Regions from separate parts of the Rattus norvegicus genome. Here region 2 is linked to region 1. Evidence: chromatin contacts called from public Hi-C data. All regions are on one chromosome and are shown on one strand. The core of a region is the stretch at or near the end of the contact, and the rest is flanking DNA. Distances in the headings are between cores, read along the strand shown.

Region 1 (3,367 bases), core at 353-2,852:
ATCTGCCCCTTAAAAGATTACAGCATAGCTCATCTATGAGACAGCGAGGACACCAGAACTGTTTTCTACTACTCCATGCATTTGGTTGTCTGGCGTGACCTGTTGTCTCTTCTCACTATGACCCAGCACAAATACAAAGTGGACAGTTTTAGTTCCAACTGTTAAGTTGAAGATGCCTTTTCCTGAGGACTCAAGACACACCCAGCCCCCTGCACCGTTTCCACGATTCCCCCGAGTCATCTATAGAAAAAGCCAGTGCACAACCTCAGTTGTCCTGACTGGTCTCTTAGGAAACCACAATTGAAACCACAGAAAAACAGCATTAATTTTTTTTTATGGCTTTCCTCTCAAATCATGATGCACTTGTTGGGTCATAACCCATTGGATACTGTGCTATTCCAAAATGCTAACACTCGATTGGATGTCTGATAATAGTTCTCTAGAGATTAGAAAAATGTTAAATGATAAGAAATTTTAAAGAGAACAATTCTGATAATAGTAAAATATAAAAAAATCTGAAAGACATTAAAGGGACAGACTTTAAGTCTAAAAAAAATCTAAGAATTAGCATGCTGTTTATAATTTCACATGAAGTGCTTTAAAAAAAAGAAAACACAGACATGTGGTTTGGTTTGGTTTGGTTTTTAAAATGTGAACCTGGGTTCAAAAGTCTCTTACCTAGAAAGCCTTATACAAAGAAGAAAAGATTGGGGGTTGGGGATTTGGCTCGGTGGTAGAGCGCTTGCCTAGCAAGCACAAGGTCCTGGGTTTGAAAAAGAAGAAAGAAGAAGAAGAAGAAGAAGAAGAAGAAGAAGAAGAAGAAGAAGAAGAAGAAGAAGAAGAAGAAGAAGAAGAAGAAGAAGAAGAAGAAGAAGAAGAAGAAGAAGAAGAAGAAGAAGAAGGAAGAAGAAAGAAGAAAGAAGAAGAAGAAGAAGAAGAAGAAGAAGAAGAAGAAGAAGAAGAAGAAGAAGAAGAAGAAGAAGAAGAAGAAGAAGAAAAGATTGATATTCCATCCTCAAAATGGGATCATCAAAACACAAAAATTCAAACTTAGGGAAATAACAGGAATGCCAAACTCCATGTATAACATATATGATCAATTATAGACAATCCGTGAGCAATTGTAGGTATGGAGTCTACTGAAGCTCATCTAGAAAAGTCCACTTTCACTGTTGTTAATTTGGGAAAAGGCTTATTTTTAAACAGAAATAAAAGGAACTGTCCAGAGAGACCACAAGCTGTTGGGGGGAAATTCAGCACTGTGGAGTCTTGCCCTCTTGGCAAGGAAACTGAGACTACAGTAGCATGTGTGCCCCTCCCTCCTCCCCCACCCTCAGTCCTAGGTGAAGCTGTGGGAACCTGACCCAGGGGCAGTCACTTTACAGACTGGCCAGTGACCTATGATCTGGGTGGGATTGAAAACATGAGCTCGCCAATCTGATTCTCACCCTTGGGAATCTGATTCACAAAACTCCAAGGGCTGAACCAGTTAGGAAAGGGACAGAAACGGCAAGAGTTGCCTGGGGGTAGAGAGGAGGCCACAACAGGCCAAAACCATATGCCGAGCCAAGCTTATGAGGAAGCAGAAGCTATGAGTAAACAGGAAGCTGACTGGCAGCAGGCGGGAGAACGGCAGTGCAGACACCGGGAGCCCTGAGCACTTGGTGAGAGATGATGGAGGGAACTGCTGACCCTAGAGAGATTTTGGCTCTTCAGAAGAGCGGCGGCCCTCAGACACTGTGTATATACTTAAGCCACAGCCCTGGTTAGACCAGTTGAAAGAGTTTCTTGTCTCATTAACACAAGAGACAAAATGAAGGCAGAGCCAAGCAAGCTCAACTCCATGTTTCAGTTCCCCGCTTACTCCACACATGATCTGGGGCAAGTTAGTTGCAGCCCACATTGTCCTCCCAGTACAGTGTTCTATCAAAAAGGTTCCAGGCTCACTAAATGGAGCTGTTAGTGTTGCCTTCCAGGCTTTATAGCAGAGGGGCTAGTCTAATATCTCACACATGCATAGTAAGTGTGGAAGGCCATCAAAGGACTGAAGGGAGGGCACATTGGTACTCCGTGGCAAGTAATAAGTATATCTAGCTAGGAGAAGGACATTTGCCTTTTTCTTTCTTTCTTTCTTTTTTTAAAGATTAACTTATTTTTTATATAAGTAAACTGCAGCTGTCTTCAGACACACCAGAAGAGGATGTCAGATCCCGTTACAGATGGTTGTGAGCCACCATGTGGTTGCTGGGAATTGAACTCAGGACCTCTGGAAGGGCAGTCAGTGCTCCTAACCACTGAGTCATCTCTCCAGCCTCAGAAGGGGACATTTTCAATACCCATTTGTTGAATGACTGAACGAACATGCTCTAGAAGGCTATCTAACCACCGATAAAAGCAACAAGGAAAGAAAACAGTTTGATGAAGGGTCTGTTTCAAGAGTTTAGATACATTGAAGAGTTTTCTCTATTGTTCTCCAGCCTCCTTTTAAGAAACCATCTATTAGAACAGAGCCATTTCATGTGTAGGAATATTGAGCAGTACCCAAGATCATCCTGTGGGTCAGGCAAAGTATACACACAAGGATAATAACAATGGGGCAGGCGGAACAAGCAGAAGCCTGTGTGCTAGTAGGGGAGATGAGACACAGGTAATGATGCCTTCCAGTGATAGCAAAGAGCTTGTAGGACTGGAATGTAAGGCTGTGACATTAGATGACATTCCTCCTTCACAAACAGTCCTAAAACAAGACTGGGTTTTCATGTTTCATTTTCATAGGGACTCTCTGAGAGTAGAGGGGTTATAAGGCTCATGGTGCTGAGTGAGGAGCAAGGGAAAGGTAAGAAAAACTGACTTGGCTACCTATTGGGGGTTGAGTGTCCTAAGGAATACCAGAGTAGTGTTAAAAGTTGAGGCCTGGGTAGGGTTCAAAGACTGAGTCCTGCACTCTCTCAAGATCTGTGATGTTGCATCTCAAGTACCTAGGTACGTTATCAGTAACCCCTGCAACAGTAATGCAAAGACTTCAGCGGTAACTGGTCAAGCAGTCTAGACTGCAATGTGCTGTGGAAGTCCACAGCCGGGGAGACCAATGTAGGATATAGTATGGGTGTGGGATGCTCAGCTCTATAAATGTTTTGTTCATGTTCAGAAGAGAGCACTGTGCAGAAGACCAGGAAACCAGACCTAGACATGGTAGGCAGAAGGTGGAAATGTGGGGCGGTGAAAGCTGGGGAAGAGTCAAACCCCAAGGATTCCTCTCATGAAACATTCTAATATCCACACTATTGAACCTCTTCAATAGAATCTAACCAATTCAATCTAATCAGGTGAATCTAAGAGGGGAACACTTGCCGGGTAGTGGTGGTGC
Region 2 (3,367 bases), core at 272-2,771, 87 kb after region 1:
TGATTCCAGGGCGGTAAGGTGCACTTTTCATGAACCCTAATAATTTTTTAAAATTAGTTTATGAGACATCAAACTGTTGTAAAATTAGCATAGGCCCATTAACAAAGTGCCCAGGGTCCCTGGAAAGCCAGGCACAATTTGCCTGCCTACATGTCATCAGCGGTCCTTACCCAAGACTGTGCCACTTTTGAGCAGAATTGGAAATCACTCTCTGGTACACACTCAAGGCGGTTTAAAAACAACAACCAAAAAGGAAAAGTAAATACAAAGTCACTTCTTTTTATGCATCGAAATCTGTCCATTGTCCCTCCCATGTAAAAGCTACAGAGAAGATTAAAGGGGATATCAATGAATGCAGAGTGAACTTTGGCCACTTCTCTACCCAAAACACCAGCGTAAAAGTGGAAATCAGTAACCAGGTGAAGTGCCACACCGCACAAAGATCAGAGGCGAGGGGCGGGCGCACAGGGCCCAAGGCGGGGAGGAGACCGTCCCGGCCCCCTCCAGCCACCTTCGTCGCGCGCGCGGGAGCTGGAGGGTAGTCCTGTGGGGCGGGGCGGGGCGGGGCGGGGCGGGGGGCTGCGCGCCACTCAAGGGGACCCCACAGTTACTGCCCGCAGGGCGAGGCCCTGGAGAGGTCTGAAAGCCGTGCCGCCAGCAGGTCCTGCCGCGGGCCCCAAGCATCGGCCGGCCGCCAGCCCGGGCTGGACGAGGGGGAGCCGTGAGGCCGCGAGACCCTTTCCTCCTCGCCGGCCAGGAAGGGGCCAGCGGTCCTTTCCTGTCTAGTCGCTCCCCCCCGCTACTCTCTGTAACCCGATCGCCGCGATCGGCTCCCCGGGAAGCCGCCGCCCCGCGCACAGCCTGGCTCTGCCCAGGCCAGCGCTATAGTTAGCAACCCCAGCACTTGTGCCCAGAGGCGGGAGGGTCGCCGTGCGCCCCTCCCCAGCCCGGCCCGGCGCGCGCCTCCGCGGTCCCCTCCTTTGGCGACCCTTCCCCGCGCCTCCTTACCTTGGCTTGCAGATACTGGGGGTAGTAATAGGTGGCGTACTGAGGGTACATCTGTTGTTTCCACACTTTGCCCATGAAGCTGGAAGGAAGCCTGCCGTGCAGGGTCGAAGACACTTTAGGTTTTCCAAGTCCCGATCTCTTTCTCCTGCCTCTCCCTTTCCGGAGGCGGCGGCGGCGGCTGCCTCGGCGGCTGCTGCTGCCACTGCTCCACCTCCCAACCGGGACCAGACGACGTCCTCCTCCTCCACCTCCTCCTCCTCCTTCTGCTCTTCCTCCTCCTCCTTCTCCTCCTCCTCCTTCCAGGCAGACAGAAAGACACTGCAGAGCGCAGAGGACACCCCGGACAGGGCGCTCCCAAGGAGTTTCCTCTGGGAGCCCGACTGTGCCCGAGCTGCCAAGGGCTGGCGCTCTGGCCGCGCTGCGCTCCGGGAGCAGGCTGAGCCCAGCTACGAGTGATCAATACAAGTGGAAAGTACGGCGGCGGCGGCGGCTGCGCTTGGTGCCAGGCGGCATCTGGGGTGGGTGCGCCCGACAGCGAGAGGGGAGAGGGGCTGGCTGCCGAGGCCGCGGGGGAAGGGCGGCCGGGGGCGGGGCTTGGGCGCCGCCGAGCCCGGGACCCGCTGGAGGTGAGGGCTGACTTTCCACCACTCCTCACCTCCTAGGCTCTCAAGAGGACGCACAGAATCTCTGGGAGCGGCGATCGCTTTGTGTCCAGGGTGGGAATAGGTTTGGTAGACCCTGCTTAATAACTGCCGAGAAGGCACCTCTAGCTTTCCTGAGTTTTTAATCTTCGTAAGTGGGGGAGGGAGGGAGGGAAAGAGGGAAAGAGGAAATCTGATTAATCTCTCACTTCCCCCAAATTCCCGGACCGGTGATTTTTTTTTTCTCCCCACAAAGGAAAATGCTTTAATGTCCAATCACAAAGCTGGAGCCAGGACACCTGGGTTCTGTTCCACCCACACACCAGGTCACAGCACTAATTTTCTAAGTGACCTTGGGAAGGTTAGTGTCCTTCGGTTTGGTTTTCCCAGATGTGAAACCATGCTCTTTGCGTGTACACACACACACACAAACACACACACACACACAAACACACACACACACACAAACACACACACACACACACACACACCAAACTAGCGGGTCCTTCTAAGGGAAAGATGCCAAAAAGAGGAAGAATGTTATTAGAGGACACAATATAGACATCAGTTTCTCCCTGCCTTTTCTAATGCTGCCAGACAGTCTGTCAACTCCCACTCAGGAGCAAGGAAACTCCCTGAGTTTGGAATATTTTAAGGCCATTTTGAAAGTCACGCTGGCATATTGTTGCAGTGTGTTTCAGTGACACATAAAATCAATCTCCCTTTCTGCTTCTCTCCGTCTCCTAATTGTCTCAGCTCTAGACAGCCCCAGACGAGCAGCGGTTCAGTTCACTACATAACTGGATATAATTTAATGGAGTTAATTGGTCCCTGAAGTTGCCTGCAGAAGACTTTTATATTCTAGCTAAAAAAGAGACAATATGAGATGTACAATAGGATGGGGAAGAGAATGTCCCTAAGTTGATGTCCTTGCCCGGCTGATAAAAGACTAGGAGAAAAACATTTATTGAATCGAACTCGGTTGCTTTGTTTTGTTTTCTTGTTTTTTGTTTGTTTGGTTTTGGTTTTTGGTCACTTCTCAGTGCAAGGTAAATCCAGTCAAACAGGAATGCATGATTTTCTTCAGTAATCAGATCTTTATATGATTATATTTTAAGACAGGCTTTAAAAATGATAAACACAGTGGGCTGGAACCCTTATCTTTATATGATTTAGACAAGTTTCTGGGCTGTACATTTTTTCTTGAAAAAAATAAAATAAAATAGTTGTAGTTCATGTGAAGACAATTTGGACACGTCAGGAGGTGACTCGTGTACTTCCTCATTCATCGATACAGAATCTCACGAGGAAATTAGATTTACTGAGTTTCTGTCACATGCTGGGCACTGTGGAGATTAATGCCAACCTGCAGGTTAGAGTGGTCCAGTGTCTGACGAGGTGAGCTGAAAGTGTTCCTCATATTGCTTCCATACGAGAGTGCTTTGGTTCTTAAGTAACGAAGTCACTAGCATGCTGTGTGTGTGGGGGGGGGGGGGACCCAGAGAGTCTAGGAATAATGGTTTGGAAGGGGTGACTGACTGAAGAGAAATAAGTTGAGAAAGAACTCAGTCTAGGTTTGGACACAGGAAATTGCCAGAGTGAGAGAGACTGTTCTGCTTACTATTTTTTTTTCTCCTGGATGATGAAAATCCAGTCCATTTCCAAGAGCCCAAAAGCAGACCCAGACATATATGGAGGTTTGATTTATGACTGAGCCA

What was found. A called contact is a pair of places that touch in the nucleus more often than the background predicts.
Region 2: a contact with region 1 is called in a Hi-C map of Schwann cells, with 6 times the contacts expected there. The contact joins the promoter of Rbms1 here to the enhancer-like site in region 1. A contact is called at or near these places in 5 of 12 Hi-C or Micro-C datasets (the A7r5 cell line, the Rat2 cell line, Schwann cells and 2 more).

Annotation. Positions count from the first base shown.
Region 1 is chr3:65,740,684-65,744,050 of GRCr8, forward strand. The region is part of intron 1 of Rbms1 (RNA binding motif, single stranded interacting protein 1); the gene reads right to left. Among named protein-coding and RNA genes, the nearest start is that of Rbms1, 87 kb to the right of the region's middle. Within about 2 kb of position 1,603, at least 25 of the 93 cell types and tissues checked have an H3K27ac peak or open chromatin away from gene starts, as enhancers often do. A contact at or near this core is called in the A7r5 cell line and Schwann cells, where this site is marked.
Region 2 is chr3:65,827,492-65,830,858 of GRCr8, forward strand. Rbms1 (RNA binding motif, single stranded interacting protein 1) reads right to left here and starts at 1,522. Exons shown (of 14, transcript NM_001012184.1): 1 at 1,009-1,522. The coding sequence starts at 1,083.